6 separate regions of the Mus musculus genome follow, and regions 1, 2, 3, 4 and 5 are each linked to region 6. The links are chromatin contacts, called in public promoter capture Hi-C maps. All regions are on one chromosome and are shown on one strand. The core of a region is the stretch at or near the end of the contact, and the rest is flanking DNA. Distances in the headings are between cores, read along the strand shown. Region 1 holds the start of Shisa7 (shisa family member 7). Region 2 holds the start of Dnaaf3 (dynein, axonemal assembly factor 3). Region 3 holds the start of Isoc2a (isochorismatase domain containing 2a). Region 4 holds the start of Sbk2 (SH3-binding domain kinase family, member 2). Region 5 holds the start of Ppp6r1 (protein phosphatase 6, regulatory subunit 1). Region 6 holds the start of Galp (galanin-like peptide).

Region 1 (3,845 bases), core at 1,052-3,551, 1.4 Mb after region 6:
CATACAGCTCTATTGAGTATCTGTCCTGCCAGCCCTTGTGGTACACTCAGGACAGGGATAGTGTCCAGCCTTCCTGGAGTTTGCATCACAGCATGGTGATACAAAGCCAATCCTATGGACAGTTGACAGCTTCTGGGAGACAGTTGTCTTTAAGGGTGTGGTCTCACACTCCACAAAGTATATGAGCAGCACATATTGGAATCAGTTGGTTATTAAAAGTAAAAAGCACAGCTACCATTGACGGGGATGGGGAGGTGGGTTTATCTGGGAGGAGCTTAGGAAAGGAGTTGATGATGAGTATTGTCTTAGTTAGGGTTTTACTACTGTGAACAGACACCATGACCAAGGCAACTCTTATAAAGAACAACATTTAATTGGGCTGGCTTACAGGTTCAGAGGTTCAGTCCATTATCATCAAGGCAGGAGCATGGCAGCATCCAGGCAGGCATGGTGCAGGAGGAACTGAGAGTTCTACATCTTCATCTTAAGGCTGCTAGGAGAATACTGCTTCCAGGAAGCTAGGGCTGTGTTTCCCTCAGTCCAATAATTGTAGCTGAGTGTGGCCAATACTGTCAGGTTGGGGAGGAGAGGGAGGAGGGAGCCTGGGCCACGTCTTAGGAAAGATTTGGCGTTTCACAATAACCGAGCCATTGTCTCTTTCTCTCTCACATACATTTACATACCCACATAAACATGTACGTACACACACACACACACACACACACACACACACACGCAGTCTGCAGAGTACTTGTCTAGCTTTGGCAAGGCCCTGGGTTCTATCCCAACCAAATCAACATCAACAAAGAAATAAAACTCATGTGGGGAGAGTGCTGTCCTCTGCCGCAGATCGTGCGCGCGCAGGTTAGGAGTCAGCTCCCTTTTAGAGAAGTCTACATCCATGCTTTGGTGTTTATCTTCTTACCAGGAAATTCCATAGACTACTGGGGCCACAAGCAAGAGAAAAAGCACCTCTCTTTGTTCCTAAACTCTATATTAAAATATCTTTAATAAACCTCAACTATGCTTCATTGAGAAAGAAAGAGTACAGGAGCTGGCCACCATCAAATTGGTGAATAGTCAAAAGATTACATTATGTGGCCTGGGACAAAGAAGGGAAACCAACAAATCCCATAAACAGTGGTGGGGTTTAACCAGGGAAGAGAAGTGGAGGTGCAGGATTTGCATTTTTTGGTATAATTTTCTGGAGATAAACTTGGCTGGACTGTTTGATTGCCAGTAATGTGGTTGATTATTCTTGTTCCACCAAGAGAGAGTTGTGTAAATTCGTTGAGAGTTCATGAGTTCGTTGGGTCTGTGTGTGGGAGAGCTGAGAGCTAAAGGAATGACCCAGGAAAGATGAGACTAGTGAAGAAGATGGACATGGAGGTAGACAAGATAACCCAAACCATCTGCTCTTAGTGGTCCCAAGGCAAGAGCATACCAAGATGGCGGGGAACAGCTCAACCAGGCAAGTGTGAGGGAGAGGTCACCTGGAAAACAGGAAAAAGAAGTAGTTGACTGGAGAAGCGATGCTGTCAGAATAAGGGAGATCAAGATGAAGAGGTGCTCCTCAGATTCTCTATTCCGGAGATAGGGCTTCTTCACTTCCTCATCTCCTTTGCCTGCAGATTCAGAAGATCCTCAAGGAGCCAGTCACAGACATCGGACTGTTAGGCTTCTTCCAAGGCAAGAAAAACTCCCTGTTGCCCAACTCCAGGACCTGACTTGAAGGAAGCACCCACCCTCCTTGTCACCCAGACGTTGATGGATGACTTTTCCTTCATCCATGGATCCCAAGAGTGGTGCAGTCCGCCAGGAGAACCGCCCCCGTGGGAGAGGAGGCGTGGTTCTGTCTTCCGATTGGGCAGCTGGTCCCGGAAATGCAAATGAAATTCCTTGATGCTGGGTGGGAATTGGTTTAGAGAAAGGTGGAGGTGGGGCTGGGCCCCGGGCCACTTCACGAAGCGGGAAAAGGAGGGGGAACAAATGTCACAACTGGGACCCTGTCTCGGAGAATAAACATTTATGTGACTGAGGACCGAACCATTATTGGGTTTAGGGGGCATCACGGGGGCTACAAGGGTCTGTGGGAGGAAGAAAGTGGGGTCTCCTCCAGGTGGGGTGGGGGAGGCGCCTCTCCAAGCTCCAAGCCGGCGCGAGACACAGGCGAGGGCTGGCAGCGGCCACATCTGCACTGGGGCCGGTGCGCATCTGCAAAAGAAAGAGCTGCCGGCCAGGGTCCCCACCACGCAGCCTGCCGCCCCCACCCCCATCAGCGCGCGCGCGCCCAGCCCCGCGGGCTGGCAGACACGCGCTCGCTCTGCCTACCCTGGCTGGCCCCCACGCTGCCACCCCCGATTCCCTGAAGGTCCCGCATCCGGAAAGTGAGGTGAGCGCATCCGTACCTGGTGAGGAGGGGTAAACTGAGGCACGGGGGAAAAAGAGGGATGGGGAGGAATGGACAAGTATGTGAATGGATGGGATGGACAGTTGCTGCTCCGTGGTCCTTACTCGCCCAAGACGCAGAATTCTGCAGCCCCTTGGAGATCAGAGTGTTCAAACTCTACAGACGCCCCTCCGCCTCCACCGCGTCAAACCCTCACCCGAGATTCGCAGACTCCATCCCCAGCCTGGGGGCCTTTGAAGGCATCCCGTGTCCACCAGAGATGCAAGGACCAGTCCAACCCCATTGACAATCAAACTCACCCACCGCCGCCGCAGATCCTAGCAGCCCAGCCCCCTCCCACAAGTTACCTAGCCCAGTACACCCTCCCCGGGGACCTAGGAGTTCCATCCATCCTCCGGAGCCCCTTGGGACACGGGCGTCGGAGCCCCGGCCCCCGCGTTCCGGTTCCAGGTGTCCCCTCCGCACACCCAGCCCGAAGCCTGCGTCTCGAGGCCGCGCTCGCGTCGCCATGGCAACGGGAGTCTATTTTGCGCTGGGAACACACAGCTCCCTCCGCAGCGCCCCCCACCCACTCTGCTCAAGAGTGAGGGGCTCAAAGGGCGGGGAACAGTGCAGTGATGAGAATGAGACACTTAGAAGGGACAGAATCCCGGGACAGACAAGCAGAGATTGAGAGAGCCCCTGACAGAGGAACTGGGTGTGGAAATTACAAGGAGGCTACAGATCCAGGCGGGGGAGGTTGGGGATGGAGGGCCCAGACAGAGATCCGGACAGAGCCCTAGACAGACGCAGAGATGCAGAGGAACAGAAACCCGACGGCAGAGCCAGGTTAGAAAGAGAGAAGACAGCCGGCTGCACGTAGGCAGGGGGCCTAAGAAGAGAATGGACGGAGACTCTAGGCAGGGACCCCAGACAGCCCAGACAAAGTAGCGCTGCATGTGGTATCCACGCTATCCTTAGCAGGCAGGGATTTGGGGGTCTTTCCCAGCGCCACAGTAGCCAGGACCTGCTACTCTCCTCTCCCTCCTTCTACAGGTCCCCAATCTTGCCTGCTTTCCGCATTCCCACCTCAAACCGACTTCCTAATCCCTGAGATTCCTAGGAACCCCTTCCACATGCTCCTACCCCCTTCCCTGATCTGTGCCCCCACCACCACCTCCTCAGCCGCCACCTGCAGACCCCACTCGGGCCATTTTAGACTTTATTGGTTGTGCCCTCCCCATCCCTAGATCTCACTTCTCTCGCTGTCTTTTACTTCCCCTCCCAATCCCAGGGCCTCTGTTTCTCTCTCTGGGTCTCCTACTCTCTGTGTCTCAGCCTCTGTCTACTTTCCATCACTAACCCATCCTTCTGGTACCACCTTCTGCGGGTTTCTGTCTCTTCCCTGACTATCTCTGTCTTCCTCTTTTCGTCTGCGTTCCCCTCTTCCTGGATC
Region 2 (3,665 bases), core at 687-3,186, 1.7 Mb after region 6:
ATACATGCATATGGTACAAAACACACAGAAAGGAGCGAGGTGTTCTGCTTCATCGTGAGTCTGGAATTATATGATGTTATAAGTTATGCTATACATTTCTCTTTGCCTTATTGTGTGAGTTTTTGACTGCCTGTCTGTCTGTCTGTCCCCAGCATGTATACTGTGTACCACCTACATGTATATCCTCAGAGGCCAGAAGAGAGCATCAGATTTCCCGGGACTGGCATTATATACCGATGGTTGAAAGCTGACTGACATGTGGGTGTTGGGATCTGAATCAGGTCCACTGGAAGAGCAACCAGCGCTCTTGACTGCTGAGCCAGCTCTCCAGCCCTCTCTCTGTGTATAATGATGCTTGAACTATTACACCTACTTCTATCCCGTGACCCCCACCCCACAGGATTGAATTATAGTCTCGTACTATCACACCTGGATTGATGTGGTGCTGGGATGGAACACAGTGTTTCAGTCACGCCATTCCTGAAGGTATCGTTTCTGTAGCATTGTCTCGATTAGTTTTTGTCCTTCATTCTAGTAAGTTCTTCTATTGCTTAACATGATCTGAGAGACCAGTGTTAGGTATCTTCCCAGGAGGAAGATTTCTAAATTTGTATTTGAAAATTTTATTCTTTGTGTGTGAGTGTGTGTGTTACTCAAGTGTTTGTGGGTGCCAAAAGAGGTGAGAAGAGGGCATGAGAGCCCTGGGGCTGAAAGTACAGGCCGTTATGATCCTTCTGATGTGGTGCTGAGAACTGAACTCTCCCGTTCTCTAGGAGAGCAGAAAGTACCTTTATTTTTTATTTTATTTTATTGTTTTGTTTTTGTTTTTGTTTTTGTTTTTTGAGACAGGGTTTCTCTGTGTAGCCCTGGCTGTCCTGGAACTCACTCTGTAGACCAGGCTGGCTTCGAACTCAGAAATCCGCCTGCCTCTGCCTTCCAACAGAAAGCACCTTTAACTGCTGAACCTTTCTCCAGCTCCCAGCTCCAGGAGGGAGGATTTTTTTTTTTTTTTTTTTTAGCTTTTATACAGTGCGGTAGCCTTTGCTGGGCTAGAATAAGATATGGCAAACTGGTCTTGAACCACTGATTTTCCTACTTCAGAATGTTGGTATTACAGGTCTGTGCCATGGTGCCTGCTAAAGATGTATTATTGAGTAATGACTGTGAGTAATAGCCTGATCATATATTCTAGAAAAATCTACTGAGCAAGGTCCTGTTTTTCACCTAGTGAGGCCTGTATTCAGACAAGAGCCCAGGTGTAAAAGAAACAAAAACAAAAGAACAAAACAGAGATGTGAAGGCATGTCTTGGCTTCCTGTTATAATTTGGATTCACAGAGATTTCATTAGAATCCAGGAGTGGTGGCTCACAATATTTAAACCAAGGCCAGGAGGACTGCTGCGAGTTCGGAGTAACTCGAATAAAGAGGGACTCTGGCTCAAAAAGAAGAAGAGGAGGGAAAAGAAGAAGAGGGGAGGAGAGGAGGAGGGGAGGGGGAGAAGAAGGAAGAGGAGGAGGAAAGAAGAAAAAGGAAGAAAGGAAGGAAGGAGAGAGAGAGAGAGAAAGAGAGAGAGAGAGAGAGAGAGAGAGAGAGAGAGAGAGAGAGAGAGAGAGAGAGAGAGAGAGAGAAAAGAAAGAAAAAGAAAAGAAAGACAAACAGGGAAGACATTTCGTTCAGTTCTGATTTAATTTGAAGCAGCAAGGTAGATCCTCCCTTTCCTAGAAATTTGGAGGACGGATCCAGAAAGCAGGCACCCTACTCTGGTCCGGCTGTCGTTATGACAACCGCGTCCGGTGTCCAGTTTCAGACCACACCGCAGCCATCTCCCGGAGCTTCTATTGGTCAAAAGTTCATAGCGAGCGGCACCTTTTCACGTTAATTGGTCAGTTGATAGCAATAATGCAAAACCACCTGCTCCCATTGGGTGATGACTCAGAGTGGGCGAAGCCTCTGGGAAACTGTTGTGGTGGCTTCCAGGAGCTCAGCACAGGACCCTACCTACGGATATTTTGAAGAATAAAGGTGAGGGGATTAACGTGGAGGCGAAGGGGTAAGAAGCGGGGCAGCGAGAAAGGGAGGGATGAGATGGACAAATGTGGAATTCCCCGGACTCCTGTCCCACAGAGCGATGACCACGCCTGCGGGCTCGGGCACCGGTTATGGTAGTGTGTCCTGGTGGGGTCTGTCCCCGGCGCTGGACCTACAGGCAGAAAGTGAGTCTACCCTAAGACCACACACGGTCTTAGACAGAGGTGCCTTTCCTACTACAACTGTGGACTGTGCTCACAGCCCACAGCACTTGTGTCTGTGGTAGGGGATGCTGATGGGATGTGTATACCAACGTTCCCTAAATTAACTGGCTTGGGGAGAAGGGTTAATACTGAGTGCTATAAGGCAAAGGTATCGCTGTTTTTTGGAATCCAGGCTCGGCGTATCAAGCCTGCTGGTTTCTTAACTTCTAAAGTTAGCTAACTGCAGGAGAGACGAGCAGTCGACTCTGCCTGCTATCGTCTTGCCAGGTCCTCCTGTAGACCCAGATTCACAGTCGAAAACAGAGCGCAAGGTCCCAGAACTGGATGCCCTGCTGTTAGGTTCTGTGGATGGTAGACACATGCTGCGGACCCTGGCCAGGGCAGCGCTCTGGCCTCTCAGGAGCTTCAATGTGAGTTGGGATTCTGGGATCCTGGTTGGAGTGGAATGAACGGCCGATTCCTGAGCCTTTGAGAGAAGAGAGGATTGCAATGAAAGTTTCCAGGTCCTAGAGGTTAGGCTGTGGATCTGAAGAGTCTCAGACCTTGTCCTAGGGAAGTAAGGTCCTGGGATTTGAGGCCCCTGGGCTTCAGTAAGAGCGAGAGCCCAAGAATCAGGTCTCCAGCCGGGCAGTGGTGGCATATGCCTTTAATCCCAGCACTTGGGAGGCAGGTGGATTTCTGAGTTCGAGGCCAGCCTAGTCTCCAGAGTGAGTTCCAGGACAGCCAGAGTTACACAGAGAAACCCTGTCTCAAAACAAACAAACAAACAAACAAACCCCAAAAAATCAGGTCTCCAGAGTGAGTTCCAGGACAGCTAGGGCTACACAGAGAAACCCTGACTCAAAAAAACAAAACAAAACAAAACAAAACGAAACAAAACCAAAAACAAAACAAAACAAAAAATCAGGTCTCCAGGAGTGGTGTGAGGGGTGATCTCGAATCTAGACTTATGGCTTAAGAGAGAGACCTAGCAAGCTGGATCTAGTGGTTAAAGCCTGTAATCATAGTTGCTCCGGAGGCTGAGGCAGGAGAAGCATCGTAAGTTCAAGGCCATCCTGGGCAACAGAGAGTTCAAGGGCGACCTAATGAGACTATGCCTCACAATAGAAAGAAAAACAGGGGGGGGGGGGGATGTGCTGGGAATGGAGTTCAGTGGTGGAGTGCTGCTCTAACTTTTACAAGGTCCCTGGTTGGGTTCCATCTCCATACAGGGGTGTTGGGGGAGGCTGGTGTTCTGGGCTCCTAGGTCTGCAGAATTGTCTTGTCTGTCACTCGTGCAGTTTTATGTGCTGGAGAATAATCTGGAAGCGGTAGCCCGACACATGCTGATCTTCAGTCTAGCCCTAGAGGAACCTGAGAAGATGGGGCTCCAAGGTCAGTTGCTTAAGACTCTAGCATTCAGCCAGGGAGGT
Region 3 (3,728 bases), core at 757-3,256, 1.3 Mb after region 6:
TTTTGAACAAGTCTATGGGGACCAGGGAGTGGAATGTGATGGTTTGTATATCCTTGGACCAGGGAGTGGCACCATCTGAAGGTGTGGCCTTGTTGGAATAGGTGTGACCTGGTTGGAATGGGTGTGTCACTGTGGGTGTGGGTATAAGATCCTCACCCTAGTTGCCTGGAAGTCAGTCTTCCACTAGCAGCCTTTGAATGAAGATGTAGAACTCTCAGTTCTGCCTGCACCATGCCTGCCTGGATACTGCCATTCTCCCACCTTGAAGGTAATGGACTTAACCTATGAACCTGTAAGCCAGCCCCAATTAAATGTTGGTTTTTTATAAGATTTGCCTTGGTCGGGGGTGGGTGGGTATGGGGGACTTTTGGTATAGCATTGGAAGTGTAAATGAGCTAAATACCTAATAAAAATGGGGAAAAAAAAAAGATTTGCCTTGGTCATGGTGTCTGTTCACAGCAGTAAAACCCTAACTAAGACAGGGGGGATATGGAGCCTGAACCAGCCATCTCCTGTAATCAGGCAAGACTTCCAGTGGAGGGATTAGGATACCAACCCAGCCACAAAACCTCTGACCTACAACTTGTCCTGCTCACAAGATGTGTTGGGGTAAAGGTGGCCCAGAAATGGTGGGAGTAGCCAGCCAATGACTGGCCCAGCTGGAGACCCAAGCCACCAGAGGGAGCCCAACCCACTACCTGGGAGGCTAGATAGCCCAGAGACCTAGGATAGAACCAAACACTCCTGGCAGCAATAAATATTTTTTTTAAAATTGAGATGCCTAATGGTATAGATTGGTGCTTGGCCCAACTGTCATCAGAGACACTTTATCCAGCAACTTATGGAAAGAGATGAAGAGAACCACAATCAAAACATTAGGAAGAACTTGGGGAGTCCTGCAGAAAAGAGGGGGAGATTGCAGGAGTCAGAGAGGTCAAAGACAACAAGACAACCCACAGAATCAACTAACCTGGGCTCATAGGGGCTCACAGGGACTGAACCAGCAACCAGGGAGCCTGCACGGGATTGATATAGGCCCTCTACATATGTGTTTGGGTTGTGCAGCTTGGTCTTCTAGTGGAACTCCTAACAGTGGGAGAGGGGCTGTCTCTGACTCTTTCCTGCTTTTGGGACCCTTTCCTCATCCTGAGCGGCCTTCTCCAGACTTAATACTAGGGGAGGTGCACAGTCTTACTGCAATTTGATGTGCTATGTTTGGTTGGCGTCTGAGGGCAGGCATGCCCTTTTCGGAAAAGAAAGAGCAGTGGAGGGAAGGAGGGCTGTTGGGGAGGGAGGGAGGAGGGGAAACTGCAGTCGAGATGTAGTATCTGAGAGAATAAAAAAGAAAGAAAAAGTTCAGGCCAGCTAGGTATGATCTGCAGACGAAACGGAACCTGGGTGAGAGCTGGGACAGAAAATAACCAATCTAAGGGAGACAATGAAAGAGTGGAGGTGGGACGCGCGTGTGAAAAGTGAAGAGGGTGTCTAGACTGCAGAGAGATTTCGGGACATCGTGGGGGTCCTGGAAGGAGGCCTCAGCTCAGTAAAGGAAACCTGTCTTAGGCTGGGGTAAGTGACCTCCTGCGGACAGACTGGGGATGAGGTTGCTTAATTGGGCAAGTGGTTACTGCACACCACTACAGGAACCCAGATTTCTAAGCTCTGTGTCTCTGGGACGCTTTTCTTCTTGGAAGAAATGGGCGTGAGAATCGCCCACTCCTGGGGCTGATACAAAACTTAGCTCTGGAGAAGCTTGAAGTTCCTCCCTGATGATCCATCCTGAGACCAACTGGAGCCCCTCCTCAGCTGGACACCCCGCAAACCTTCCGTTTCCTCCGTCTGTAAGGACGGGCAGTTGGACTTACCCGGCGGTACCAGGTTCGAGTGCAGCAAGTCCCTCCACTAGGTCCCTTCAGCGCACTCTCCCCCACTGGACTGTCACTAGTTCCGGGCTGGGTCACCGTTTTGCCCACTTTGGACACGAGGTCTGCTCCCCTTACGTGTCTACCCCTCCCTCCCGAGCAGGCCAATCAGCTCGCGCCTCGGCTGCGCCCTGTAAGGGGGAGGGGCGGCTAAGGCGGGTCAGTCATGAGAATCTGATTGGTCCGCAGAAGCCTAAGGGGTGGAGAGATAGCGCACAGAACCAATGAAGAGCCGATGAGGGCTTGAGAGGCGGCCTCTGCTGAGAGCTCAGATTCTAACTGGGAATGAAGGTAGAGGTTATCAGGTTGCACCTTGTATTATTGCTGCGCCTCACAGTTACAACCTGCCTTTCTTATCTGAGCTAAAGGTACCTGCACCATCGTGGGCTACACACTGAAAGCCTGCTCCCTGAACCCCACTAAAAGACTGGCTTGCAGGGTTCAGCAAGGTCTGGACCTGATTTCTGTAGAAATCTCTAGAACCCTTATTTTGGAAGAAGAGAACTGAGTCCTGCAACTTGTCTTCTGACCTCTGCAGACCTGATGTGGCGCAGGCACGTATGCAAAGACAGAAACACACACACCACAGAATAAATAGATGGGAAAAATTAAGTAGATACAAGCAGGCATGCCATTGATGAATCTCAGGATTCCATGGATTCTACAGAGGCCAGGCTTCCTGTTCCCAGGAGTCATTTGGGCCTCAATTTCACCCCTCTGGAGGGAGCTCTGGAGTAGGGTGTGAGCCTGGAGGTGAAGTGATTGACCTGTGGCCTGGAGGTACTGGCACCCCTCTCAGAGACAGGATCCCTCTCTTTCCAGCCAATGCAACCCCCTCCCAAGTCTCCATTTAAAAGCCCTCAACATTCATCGCTGAGGTTGACTCTGCCTAGTCTCGCCTTGCTAAAGAGGCTTTTGTTCCCCTAATTGGCTATCTATCTCCAGGCACTTTCCTCTGCCTCTGCACCCATACACTGTCTGTTTTATATTCAGGCCCAGTTATGTTTTAATTGGTCATGTAGGAGACGCCCAACGAGCACCCTCCCCTCTTGTCTGCACTTTGTCTTTCTGTATCAGTTCTTAACCAGCAAGCTACAGGCTCCGGAGTCTACCCATCTACCCCATAAGACAAGCACGGTGTTAGGGCTCACCCGCACTCCCAGGGTGACCTCTCATTCTGGAACCGTCAGCCATCCAGTCCTTTGCACACTTGAGGAGTGTGCTCTGATCTGTATTTCTACTTCAGAACATTCAGCCGTGCATCCTAGAGCCCGTGCAGTCCCTCGGGGTCTCTCAACTGGGCCCTGAGATCTGTACGCAGTGAGACTTCTGTTTATACATTCCCTGGGGCTGCAGCCCAGGGACACCTGGTCCCCACAACTGGAGGCCCTACTGCTGGAGGTTCCTATATAGCCAGATTTTCAGAGTAGATGGCAGGAGGCCCCAAGGCTAGGTTCCAGCACTACTGGCATGCATTTATTGTATAACTACTGTATACTAGGCCCCAGAACTCAACACTGAGCAAAGTCAATGAAAGTTCCAGAGGCTGTCTCTAGGGCAGTGATTCTCAACCCGTGGGTCGAAACCCCTTTGGGGAGGAGTCAGTGACCTTTCCACTGGGGTTACATGTCAGATATTCTGCAAACCAGATATTTACATTACAAATCATAACAGGAGAGAAGTACATTTATGAAGTAGCAATGAAAATAATTTTATGGTTGGGGATCACCACAACATGATGAACTATATTAAATGGTTGTAGCATTAAGAAGGCTGAGGACCACTGCTCTATGTATGGGCTAGCAG
Region 4 (4,037 bases), core at 1,421-3,920, 1.2 Mb after region 6:
TCCCTTCTCCATTTCCTCCTCTTTCTCCTCTTCTTCCTCTTCCTCCATCTTCTCCTCCATCTCCACTTCTCCTCTTCTTCCTTTTCCCCTTCTTCCTCCTCTTCTTCCTCTTCCCCTCTTCTTCTTTTTCTTCCTCCTCCATCTCCTCTTCCATCTCCTCCATCTCCTCCTCTCCCTCTTCCCCTCCTCTTCTTATCATCTTTCCTTCTCCTCCCTCTTCTTTCTCACCTTGATTTTTCTTTACTGCCCTCAACTGACTACGTAGCTGACCTAGAGCTTTGGATCCTCCACCTCCACTTCCCCAGTGCTGGCCTGTACTTCCCCAGTGCTGGCCTGTACTTCCCCACTATTTTGAGGTGCTGGGCATTGTTGAGGAACCTGGGGCTTCCCTGTGCTAGGAAGGCCCTCTATCAACTTAACCTCTTCCCCAACCCCTGAGCATCTTCACAGCCCAAGTTTCCGTTTCTCCTACAGATATATTTCTGTGCTCTGAAATGTTGAATGCTTATCATGAATTCTGATGGGACCACTCTTCTGTAAGAGCAGTGGTTCTCAGCCTGTGGGTCGTGGCCCCCCTTTGGGGGAGTTGAACAACCTTTTCACAGGGGTTGCGTATCAGATCTCCTCCTTATTAGACATTTACATTATGATTCATAGCAGTAACAACATTACAGTTACAAAGTAGCAATGAAACAGTTTTATCATTGGGGAATTATATTGAAGAGTCACAGCATTAGGAGGGTTGAGAACCACTGTCTAAGACCATGGTGAGGGGGAGCTCCCACCATTTGAGGCACAAAATCCAAACTTACAGGATCCGATATTATGTTGATCTGACAGTTTCTGGGCTCTGTGTTGGTGACATTGTGGGAATTGTCACACACACAGAGCAAAAGAAACATGTGTGTACACATACCACTACCACCACCACCACCACCACCCACACACCACCACACCACTGCCGACAGACACCCACACACCTTATATGCTCCACCTAGCACCTTTGACTTCCATCTTGTCCTACAGAAACGTTCCCATCCCTGGAGCCCTCCCAGATACCTATGTCTACTCTTCCTGTCCTTGTCACAAACATCTGGTCTAGACCCTTCCATCTTCTATTTCCACAAGATGCCCCAAGTTCTCTGGTTATGAATAACCCAGCTCCATCTATATTCAGGGACCCATCAATCCTGAGAGCCAGGACTAGTTTCATGGCTCTTCCTTGTCCCAAACAGCACACAGACTCCAGTTCTGTGTGTCTGGAGTCCCCAGCTCCCAGCAGAAACTAGAAACATCACAGGAATTTATACTTAAAAAATTTTTCAAGTTTTTCTGTATCCCAGGATGTTCCCTCACTAGGTGGCAGAGGGTAACCTCGAACTTCTGATCATCCTTCGTCCACCTCTCAATGCTGGGATTACAGGCCTGTGTTATGATGGAGATTTACACAGTGGTGGATATGAGCTTCCAGAGGTTCATGCAGGGAAAACAAAGACTGCAGCCAGAACTATAATCCCAACCAGGAACCTACACTTTCTAGATTTAACAGTGAGTTCACCAAATGAACCATGGTGCCCCGGACTGGACTTGGGAACAGGAAAAGGACCTTGAGGACAAAGATGGTGGGTAGGATGGATGACTATTGTTGAAAGCTTTGCTAATTTAGTGATGAATCTTGGGTAAGATGCTGACCTTGGGGCAAGCTGTGTGAAGGGTCCAAGGGACCTTGGCAACTGTGTGTCTTTTACAACTGTGTGACCTTTGTGATTGTTTTTGTAAAACTAAAAATATCTACAAAATAAAAAGTGTATTTTGGACAATGAAGTGAACCCACGTGGTTCTCGGTGCTTTAAACCCAACAGCTGTCCCGCAAAAGGGGTACAGTCATCCTCGATCCCCAGCTGCTCTGCCACCTGTTTCTGGTCCCCAGTCTGAGGTCATTTCTCATGACATCATTTTAGAATCCTCTCTTATTTTGTTCCTAAACAGGACCCCAGTGCATGGCTCCTGGATACACCTCTCAAAAGATTTGTTTGTCAACAGGGCGCCAGAGTCAGGAGCTGAGGAACAGAGCAGATGGGATCAGATTAAAGAAAATCCGAGACCTTTTGAGGGAAGAGGCCAGGGGCTGCACCCCTAGATCTGAAAGAAGGCTAGGGTCAAGATCCTTGGGTCAAATGGAGGAGCGCTGGATTCCTGAGTTTGAGGAAAGCAGTTTCGTTCCGGGGATTCCGGGCCTGAGGAAGATGGCTGGGGTCTAGAATCCTGGGCCTGAGAGAGGAAGGCTGCTCCGGATCCTTGAGTCTGAGGGAGGAGGGCTGGGGGAGGGGATCTTGGATATAAGGGAGAGAGGATGGTACCTAGACCCTCTCTAGTCTGAAATAGGAGGGATGCATTCTAGATTCTTCCATCTGAGGAATGAAGACTGGAGTGTGGACTCTGAAAGAGAGGAAGCAGAGCTGGGGTTTGCATTTCTGGGTCTGATAGAAGGCTTCCTGAACCCTTGGGTCCAAGGGAGGAGAGCTAAGCCACACTGGTGTGGTCCAGCCACAGCCAGTACTAGGATTCAACACACGATGTCGCTCTGCCCCCAATGGGGGGCAGAAGGGGCGGGGCAGAGGGCGGAGCTTTACGAACCCCCAGAGTGAGGGCGGGACTTGCTCCTGAGCAGTCTGATGCTGGCAGGAACCCCCGAAGTGCAAGGCGCTAACTGCAGTAGGCAGAAAGGGATCAGACAAGCCTTGGAGAAGGCGAAGTCTGGAGCTCTGAGCCCAGGTCAGAAGTAGGGCAAGGTTAACCGGCCTGAGGGAAGGCTGCAGTTGAACAGGAAAACAGGTGGCAAGAGTCCTGGCCCCTCGACAGGACAAGAGACACCTTGAAGCAATCGAGTGCTTTAGTGTTGGGGACAGAATCCAAGGCCCAAGTTGTGTGAGTTTTAGAAGTTCCTGGGACAGTAATAAGTTATGATTTGAAGCCCTAGTCTGAGGGAGGAGGGCTGAGGGCTGGAACCCTGGGTCTAAGGGAGGAGGCCCGAAGTCTGGAAGCTTGGGTCTGAAGGAGGAGAGCCGAGGTCTGGGACCTTGGATCTGAGGGTAGATGGATGGGGCCTGGAGTCCTGGATCTGAGGAGGGAGGGCTGGGGTCTGAGCCCTGAATTCGAAGGAGGAGGGTTGGGGTCTATTTCTCTGGGTGCTGGGGTCTCGAGCCCTGGGTCTAGGGATAAGCTTCTGAGCTGTGAGACTTGAACCACAAAATGATTGAGTGCTAAAGGCTTGGGACAGGTCCAAGTGACAGCTACAGGCAGGACCCGGGTGTCCCAAGCTGTGGAGAGCCCCACCCTTCCCTGGAGGCAGAGAGCACCTGTTTTCTCTTTGGAGAGAAACCGCTCATCCACTCTGGGCCCAAGTCTGTTTGCTTTGGAAACAAGATGGGGGGTGTCTCGATGACTTGGTTCATCTTTCACCCTCAGGCCACCAGGTGGCAGTGGGAATGGGGGGGGGGCATCTGACCTCTCAGTTGACCTCACCTCACACAAGTGACTGTTTTCCACTCCTCAGGGTCTCTTACTGAATGGAAATGAGTCACAATAAGAAGTGGTGATGAGAAAGTCCAGGTCTAGACTTCTTCCTCAAACCTAGAGTCCATACCCCAGCCCTCCTCCCTCAGACCCAGGAGTCCAGCCCTCAGCCCTCCTCCCTTAAACCTTGAGGTCCAGACTGTGGTCCCCTTCCCTCAGACTCTGGAGCCCAGACCCTGGCCCTCCTCCCTTGGACCCAGGAATCTAGACCCAGCCCTCACCCCTCAGAAGTCAGGTTTCCTTGCTCTTCCTCCCCTAGGCATAGGCTAGCGAGCTCTGAGTCCTGGGTCACAGTCCTTTTGTCTGTCTTGCAGAAATGCCAGGCAAACAGTCAGAAGACAAGCCAATGGAAGTGTCAACTGTGGAGGATGGAGGTGATGAAGGCCTGGGAGGCCTAACGGTAGAGGAGCTGCAGCAGGGGCAGGAGGCTGCTCTGGCCTTGGAGGACATGATGGCTCTGA
Region 5 (3,691 bases), core at 258-2,757, 1.5 Mb after region 6:
GAGGATTTGGGGAGATGGTCACTAAAGGTATAATAAGTGTTGCTCTTACCTCAGAGCTGCTGTCTTTTCTTGCTGTGTTGTGCTGGGACCATCTGTTCTTTAACACACACACACACACACACACACACGTACTTTTAAAAACATATTTGAGTGTATAAAGAGGGGCATGGCCTGTGAATGGAGGTTAGAGGACAGTGTGGGGCATTGATTCTCCCTTTCTCCCATGTGGGTATTGGGATCGAATTTTAAGTTGAGCCAGGTTATGGGCTTGCACAGCAGCCACCTTTGCCCATGAAGCCAGCTCGACATCCTTGAAGTTTTGTGTGAAAGTTAATCTTCATTGCCAAGTTGGCAGGATTTAGAATCACCATGGAAACACATCTCCAGTGTGTGTATGAGTTTCCAGAAAGGTCTAACTGGGGAGAGAAGACCCATCCTGGAATTGGGGGTGGGGTGGGGGGGGGGGGCAGGCTGAACTTAAAGGAGACAGGGAGCAGAGCTAGTGTTCACTTTTAATATGAAGGTGCTCTCTTACACAGAACTCAGTTGATACAAGATCGAACAAAAATTAAAAGCAGCACAGCCCAGGAGAGACAAGACGAAAAAAATTACTGACAGGTGTTAATCTGTGCAAGTCCATTAAAGCCATTTGAGAAGGGGTGGAGAAAAATATCTACATCCCTTGAAAGTCAAAATAATGACTGACGTGAAATGTCCCCGAAATATAAAGTCCTAATCTGCTGTTTTAAAAAAGGAAAACTAATGTTTCTTACATGCATTTATCTAGTCCTTACAGCTGACCTCTAAAACGGGCACGAAGGAGCAGGGGATGAAAGTTGGGGTAAACCGAGGCTCAGCGCTAGAAAAGGCCCTTTAGTGACTGAATCCCGGCGTTAAGGGGTTCCTCCCGGTTGTTACAAGAGGAGGCTTTGTGCAGCAACTGGCAACAGTAGACGCGGCTTGGGCAAATGCCTGAGTAGGAGGTCAGCCAGAAAACCTCGGCAGACGCTTAGGCATCCGGGACGAACCCGACTGAACAAAAGCAACCAGCTTCGCGTGAGGACGAAAAGTTGGAATGGATTTCTTAGGAGTTGACTCGAGTCAAAGAAATATGGTTGAAGGAGTCGGAATAACAATCGGATTTCCGAAGGTAGCTTTCAGGGCGAAAGATCCTAGAACCGAATATTCAGCGGATTTTGGAATGTAGTCACAGAAAACGGGGTTCTGGCTGCAGCAGCGCCTGCGCACTGGGCCCTCTAGGTTTATTCAGGGAGAGAACATTGGCAACCGTGGGCACGGACAGCCGCGGAGTTCCGGAGTGGGCGGGTTCTGGGCGCCAGCGCTCACCGCGCACGCGCCTCGCCAGGCCGACCTAGCGGCCTCTCGCGCACCTGCGCACGGAGAGCGACCACGAGAGGGCGGAGCCTGTCTTCTTGCGTCCTCCCGCGCTCGGGGCATTGTGGGACAGTGGCGGAGGTAGCCCTGCGTCGGAGGCCTTAAGGTGGACGGCTGGGGCCGGGGAGACCCAGCCGCTTCGGGTGACAGTAAAGCCGAGGGGACGGGCGTCGGCTCTCGGTGCAATTCTGCACCCGTCGGGCTGCGGAGGCTTCTTTTTCCTGTCCCGCGGGTGCCGGCGTGTCAGTGTGTAACCCGCGGCGACTTCCCCCGTCGCCCTGCTTCGGAGGCGCCTGCGCGGGCCTCGCGTCGGCCACGGAGCTCTGCGGTGGAACGAGTGCGCCTACTTTTTCGCGACGACCCGAACTCGTCGAAGCTCGGTGGTGAGGCAGGGGATTCCCTGTGACTGGAGGGCGCTTGCGCGGGTTCGCGAGCTCCGGCCCGGGCGCCTGCGCGAGCCCACCGGCGCCGCCCCCGCCCCTCTTAGCCGGCCCCTCGACAGGGCCGGAGCCGCCGGCGGCGGGGCGGCAGGGGCGCCCCGATGAGCCCCGAGTGCGAGGAGCCGCCGCCCCCCCGCGCAGGTGAGCCCCGCAGCTGCCTTCCCGGGCGTGCGCCTTCTAATCCGGAGTCTTTTCCTCAAATCTCCCTGAGCGCCCCTGAGTCTCTTAGTATCCTCCCTTTCACTCCCTAAGTCTTTTAGCCACTTGCCAGTATCATCAAGTCTATTTCCTGTCGCCGGGCCTGTGTCTACTTCGCTGTCATTCCCAGCCCGTCTTCCTCGTCTATTGGGGACCCTCTCTAAGTCTCTTAGACTCTTCTCCCCGCAGCCCCCAGCCCCCATCTCTTCCCACTGGGATCTACATCACCTCCACCTATCATTCTGACTCAGCTCTCTTGGGATTTGGGCCCACTCCCCTGTCCCCCCTGTCGTAGTCTTCCTCCTCTAGGGTGCCTTTCTCTTTCCTTCCTCTTGCCTGCTCTTTTGTGCTCACCTCTGTGTCTACCTACTCTTTTCACTCTCACCAGCCTTCGTGGACTCTTGACCTTTTTGTTTCTCACCCTCTGCTCAGGAAGGCAAGGTTAAACAGGTCTTTTCCTTCGCCTTGGCTGTGGCTGTCCTGTCCCTGTTTGTCCCTAGTTTCCTGTGGTGAGGAGGCACTTTGGAACCACTGTTTGGTGCGCTACTGGGTATTCTGTGAGATGAGGCCCATTGAGGGCAGAACTTGGTTGCTGGGTCCAGGAGGGAGTGGTCAGTGGAAGTCCCTGGTACTTTTATCTACTCAGGGAGCCAAAGGCAGAGCTGGACAGTCACAATTACTGTGTGTTGTGATGGTGGTAACCCAGGGTGCTGTGGCAGCAGGCCGCAGAGTGGGAGAGACTGGTGAGACCGGCCGGATGGGTGACTTTTCTGTCGAGGAAGGCTGAGTGGGAGTTAACAGATGGAGAGTGGGAAGAAGAGCTTTCCAGGTGGAAGAAACACCGCGTGCAAATATGTGAAGGTGGGAACACTGAGGGAGCCAGGATGGAGTGGGTTGAAGTGTTAAGAGGGCAAGGGTGGAATGGCTTGGCTGGAGCTGCTGTCCAGGGCCTTAAGTGACCTGGTTGGTAGTCCTTTTCCCCCCTCCCTTCGGTGGTGGTACTAGGGCTCAACTCCCAGTTTTCCTGCCACGGAGCAAGCATTCTACCACCGACTGAGCTACACATAGCCTGAGCCTCTCCTATTGCTTTTAAACTATGAGGCAGTATCTTGCAAATTTTTTTAGGCTTGCTTTGAACTCTGAAGAGCTGGTGGGCTATTGACGCACAATCGTCTAATCTCAGTTTTCTAAGTACCTGGGATTAATGTTTATGTTGCCAGTCCAAGGGAGTTATGGTCTTGACCACTCCTTATATACTGAGGCAATTGTACTGAGGATGTATTACCTGGAGGCAAGATGTTTCTGGAAAGGAAGCTGCACTGTATGACAAATGTGGTACTGGGTTGAGGGTTGTAAAACTGCCACAGAGTTGCTTCCATCTTAAAGGAGAAGTTCTGTCAGACTCAAGGCCAGTGTTGCAGGGACTGGATTGCTTCAACAACACAGTATGAGTTGTTTCTATGTGCATTCTGCACAGCTAATGTGGACAGTTCACACGAGAGCACTTGCTGTGTTCTGCCACATGCACTTGGAGTTATCTTGTGCTCTTTGAAATGTTTCTCCTGTGGGTTTTTTGTTATTTATTTTCCTGGTAACCTTTGCCTAATGCAAATCATTTTGCCCAAATTCAGTGACTCTACTCTAGTTTTAGGGTTGGT
Region 6 (3,978 bases), core at 844-3,343:
GAAGGAAGGAAGGAAGGAAGGAAGAAAGAAAGAAAGAAAGAAAGAAAGAAAGAAAGAAAGAAAGAAAACAAAAATATTTGCTACTATTGTGAAAAACCTGGGTTCTGTCCCAGAACCTACACCAGGTAGCTCACAATGTCTTCTGACTCCAGTTCTAGGGAATCCTGTATCACCTTCTGGCCTTGGCAGGCATGCAGACATACATGCACATAAAATAAAATAAATTAAATAAATCTTAGGTAAGGAGGGAAGGAGGGAATAGAAGGGAGAGAGGGAGGGAAGGAGAAGAGAGAGAAAACAAAAACAAAGCGCATGTAGAATGGGGAGATGGTTTAGTGAATAAACAAAGTGTTCACTTGGCAAGCTTGAGGCCCCAGGACTCATGTAGCAGCAAGTTGCAGGGATGTGCATCTGGATTCCAGTTGTCCTGCACTGAGATGGATGGAGGGGGAAGTCAGGAAAGTGCCCTGAGGCTCACAGCCAGTTCCCCTGGTGTTCACAGCTCCATAGCTGCAAACAAGAGACCCTGCCCACAACAAGGCAAAGGGTGAGTTTCAACACCTCAGGTTGTCCTCTGACCTCTACACAGGCAGCACTCAGAAGTAAGTAGGAAAGCAGGAGGGGAAGGAAGGAAACGAGAGAGTTGGTTGAGAGAAAATGTACAAGTATGTACACCTGTCTTCAGTACTCATGAGACCCTTCCCCACGGATACCCACATCTGCCATTCTTCTAGACCCTTTTGCATAGAACCTCTGCACCTCTGCCCTAGGGACAGGGGTCAGAGCCTCTAGAACTAAAATTACAATTGACTGTGAGCTGCTTGATGTGGGTACTGGAAACGGAGCCCAGGTCGTCTGCAAGAACAGCCATTGTGTTTAACTGCCAAGCCACCTCTCCAGCCCCCTCCTATATACTTAGATTGCCTCTGGGCAGTGTCGCCTAGAACATTGAAAATAAAAAATCCCCTGTAAATAATGCAACATTGTGTCCTTAAGGAAACATAAGAAAAATGTCCATGTTTGGAGGACAGCTCCCCCTCCCACTCCTAGGAATCAAATTCCAGGTCATTGGGGTTAGCTCCAACCACCTTCACCAGTTTAGCCATTTAACTAGCTTTCCCTGGTTATTTTTAATTTTTGATTATTTGAATCCATGGGTTTGCAATGTGTGGTATAGACAGCTTACTGATAGAACACTGAGACCAGAAAAAAAAAAAAAAACAGCATAAGGCTCTCCAGAGTCAGGTATGGTGGTGTTGTACACCCATAACCCCAACACTCCAGAGGCAGAGGCAGGAGGATTAGAAATTCAAGGTCATTTTCTTCCATGGAGCAAATTTGAAGCCATCCTGGACTACATAAGATCCTGCCTGAAAAACAGAGGTCAGCTAAGCAGGTGAAGGTGCTTGCTGCCAAGCCTGATGGACCTGAGTTCAATTCCCAGGAGCTGCAGAGGTATAGGGAGGGAACTGATCCCTACGAGTCGTCTTCTGAGCTCCACAGTCGTGCTGTGGGACATAAGTGAGCACACACACACCCCAAATTAGTAACTAATGTAATAAAAAGGAAAAAAAATCAAGGAAGCAAGCAAAATATTCCTCTATCCACCTTTACCCATGTTTCTCAGACCCACTACCACGCACGTGGAATTTGACCATACCCACGCTCCTCCTCTCTGCTTCTCTGTGCATACCTTCCTACCGACCCATGCTCGATGCCCCATCTTCCCTACTGCCCCATCCTGTCATGGCCCTGCCAGTCTCTGAGATGCTTTTACCATCACTGCTGTCAGATCCCCCAGCCTCCCCTCCCTCCAGCCCAGGCTCTAACCTGTGTGGAGCTGGCAGCACCGGCTGGGCTGGGCGGCTCTCAGCAGCAGCGGGGATCCTGGTTTGTGAGCTTCTGAGGAGAATGAGGAGGTTAGGGAGAGAGACAAGGGTGGGCGGGCTAGTGAGGATGGAGGCAGAGAGGACGACTCATCCACTTCAGAGTTCCTTAACTGGAGTGTGAGGTCAGACAAAGGTGCCTTGTGGCAGAAAACATTTCTCTGCCACAGCCATTGCTGGCAGGTCCTTGATTTGAGACTGTCTTTCCTTCACTGCCTCTTTATGGTCTCTCTAACCTGTGTTTTGTGGTTTTCTGTTTGTTTGTTTGTTTTGTTTTCATCGTGTGTGTGTGTGTGTGTGTGTGTGTGTGCTGGGGGTCAGAGAATAACTTGTGAGTATTGGTTTCCTCCTTCAGCCACGTAGGTCCCAGGAATGGAACTCAATTTGTCGTGACAGCTTGCCATCAAGTACCTTACCTAATGAGCCATCTCAGATCCCCTTGTGTTTCTTTGTTGTTCTTGTTTTGACATAGGGTATCTGTAGCCTAGGCTAGCCTCAACTCCAGTTTCAGCAGAGGATGACTTTGAACTCTTGATTCTCCTACACCTCCAAGTTTTATAATAGCTATTATCACACCTAGTTTGACCTGTGTCTTCTGTTGCATGTATAATAAAGGTCCTTTCTTCTTTGTGTGTGTGTGTGTGTACATGCGTGCACATGCATGTGTACATCTGTCTGTCTGTCTGTGTTTCTCAGTGTTTCCTTTCTCCATGAACCTCATTCTAAAAATGGCTCCTGGAGCTGACTTTGAAAGCTCATAGTTATTTTTTGTGGTTGTTCTTTTTGTTTGTTTTCCAGGACAGAGTTTTGTGTAGTGCCAGCTGTCCTGAAACTCCTTCTGTAGACCAGACTGGCCTTGAACTCACAGAGATCCACCTGCTGCTGCTTTCTGACTGCCTGGATTAAAGGTGTGCGTCACCACCTCTCAGCCCGGAAGGCTTGCGCACACATGTAATCCCAGCACTTTGGGGACTGAGGCTGGAGGCTCATGAGTTCCAGGCCAGTCTGGTCTTTAGTGAACCCCTGACTCAACCAACCACGGAACAAAATAAGGGACTGGAGAGGTGGCACAGATGTTAAGTGTGTTTGCTGCACAATCACGAGGTCCAAGGAATTTGGACCCCAGGATCCATGTAACAAGCCAGATGTCCTATATCCTCCTATATTCCCTGCTTCAATTTGGGACAAGGGGTGGATAGACAGAAACAGGCAGATCACCAGCCTAACCAAGAAAAAGAATGAGTCCTGGGTTCTAGGAGAGATGCTACCTCAAAGGCTTATGTGGAGAGTGGTGAGAAGGGACACACAGCACCCTCTTGTGGCCTTTGTGTGTGCATACAGGTACACTCACCCATGCGCACACATATATTCTCTAAAATTCCATCACTTATTTATTTATTTGTGGTAATCATATGCCATAACACACGTGTGGAGGTCAGAGGACAACCCATCATATGAGTCCTGGGTATTAAAGTCAGGTCATCTGCCTTGATGGCTAGCACACTCCCCCAATGAGCTATCTCACTGCCTTGATGGCTAGCACACTCCCCCAATGAGCTATCTCACTGCCTTGATGGCTAGCACACTCCCCCAATGAGCTATCTCACTGCCTTGATGGCTAGCACACTCCCCCAATGAGCTATCTCACTGCCTTGATGGCTAGCACACTCCCCCAATGAGCTATCTCACTGCCTTGATGGCTAGCACACTCCCCCAATGAGCTATCTCACTGCCTTGATGGCTAGCACACTCCCCCAATGAGCTATCTCACTGCCTTGATGGCTAGCACACTCCCCCAATGAGCTATCTCACTGCCTTGATGGCTAGCACACTCCCCCAATGAGCTATCTCACTGGCCAATAATTTCCTAGAGCAGATAGCTCCTGGATCTCAATACAGCTGTAGGGTGAGCAACTTATGGGACCACTGTGTGTGTTCCAGCTCTCTCCTTGCTTTTGTTATTATCTTTCTCTTCCTTTCTCTCCCTCTTTGCCCTGGACAGCAGCCAATTTTGAGAGGAAACTGGGGGTGAGGGTGGGAGTGTGTGTGGGGGGTATAACTCCTGGCAATGCCATTTGCTCCCAGAGAGATG

The links. Promoter capture Hi-C pulls out the DNA fragments that hold promoters and counts their contacts.
Region 1: a promoter capture Hi-C map of pre-B cells shows a contact between it and region 6. The contact joins the promoter of Shisa7 here to the promoter of Galp in region 6. A contact is called at or near these places in 2 of 39 promoter capture datasets (cranial neural crest and pre-B cells).
Region 2: a promoter capture Hi-C map of pre-B cells shows a contact between it and region 6. The contact joins the promoter of Dnaaf3 here to the promoter of Galp in region 6. A contact is called at or near these places in 6 of 39 promoter capture datasets (the 3T3-L1 cell line, cranial neural crest, hippocampal neurons and 3 more).
Region 3: a promoter capture Hi-C map of pre-B cells shows a contact between it and region 6. The contact joins the promoter of Isoc2a here to the promoter of Galp in region 6. A contact is called at or near these places in 10 of 39 promoter capture datasets (the 3T3-L1 cell line, 3T3-L1-derived adipocytes, cranial neural crest and 7 more) and 1 of 9 other capture datasets (embryonic stem cells).
Region 4: a contact with region 6 is called in a promoter capture Hi-C map of pre-B cells. The contact joins the promoter of Sbk2 here to the promoter of Galp in region 6. A contact is called at or near these places in 15 of 39 promoter capture datasets (the 3T3-L1 cell line, 3T3-L1-derived adipocytes, the C10 cell line and 10 more) and 1 of 15 datasets of contacts at CTCF or cohesin (large pre-B cells).
Region 5: a promoter capture Hi-C map of pre-B cells shows a contact between it and region 6. The contact joins the promoter of Ppp6r1 here to the promoter of Galp in region 6. A contact is called at or near these places in 4 of 39 promoter capture datasets (cranial neural crest, frontonasal cranial neural crest, hippocampal neurons and 1 more).

Annotation. Positions count from the first base shown.
Region 1 is chr7:4,843,152-4,846,996 of GRCm38.p6, reverse strand. Shisa7 (shisa family member 7) reads left to right here and starts at 2,301. Exons shown (of 6, transcript NM_172737.4): 1 at 2,301-2,392. Isoc2b (isochorismatase domain containing 2b) reads left to right here. Exons shown (of 6, transcript NM_026158.2): 6 at 1,632-2,037. The coding sequence ends at 1,727. Gm36127 (a long non-coding RNA gene) reads right to left here. Exons shown (of 2, transcript XR_881804.2): 2 at 2,012-2,214.
Region 2 is chr7:4,530,736-4,534,400 of GRCm38.p6, reverse strand. It overlaps Dnaaf3 (dynein, axonemal assembly factor 3), which reads left to right and starts at 1,936. Exons shown (of 12, transcript NM_001033548.3): 1 at 1,936-2,023; 2 at 2,126-2,214; 3 at 2,521-2,663; 4 at 3,534-3,627. The coding sequence starts at 2,130.
Region 3 is chr7:4,875,331-4,879,058 of GRCm38.p6, reverse strand. Isoc2a (isochorismatase domain containing 2a) reads right to left here and starts at 2,006. Exons shown (of 6, transcript NM_001101598.1): 1 at 1,866-2,006.
Region 4 is chr7:4,963,039-4,967,075 of GRCm38.p6, reverse strand. Sbk2 (SH3-binding domain kinase family, member 2) reads left to right here and starts at 2,670. Exons shown (of 4, transcript NM_001146329.2): 1 at 2,670-2,775; 2 at 3,891-4,037. The coding sequence starts at 3,893. Sbk3 (SH3 domain binding kinase family, member 3) reads left to right here. Exons shown (of 4, transcript NM_001200041.1): 4 at 1-1,816.
Region 5 is chr7:4,656,766-4,660,456 of GRCm38.p6, reverse strand. It overlaps Ppp6r1 (protein phosphatase 6, regulatory subunit 1), which reads left to right and starts at 1,507. Exons shown (of 24, transcript NM_172894.2): 1 at 1,507-1,976.
Region 6 is chr7:6,195,205-6,199,182 of GRCm38.p6, reverse strand. It overlaps Galp (galanin-like peptide), which reads right to left and starts at 2,093. Exons shown (of 6, transcript NM_178028.2): 1 at 1,831-2,093.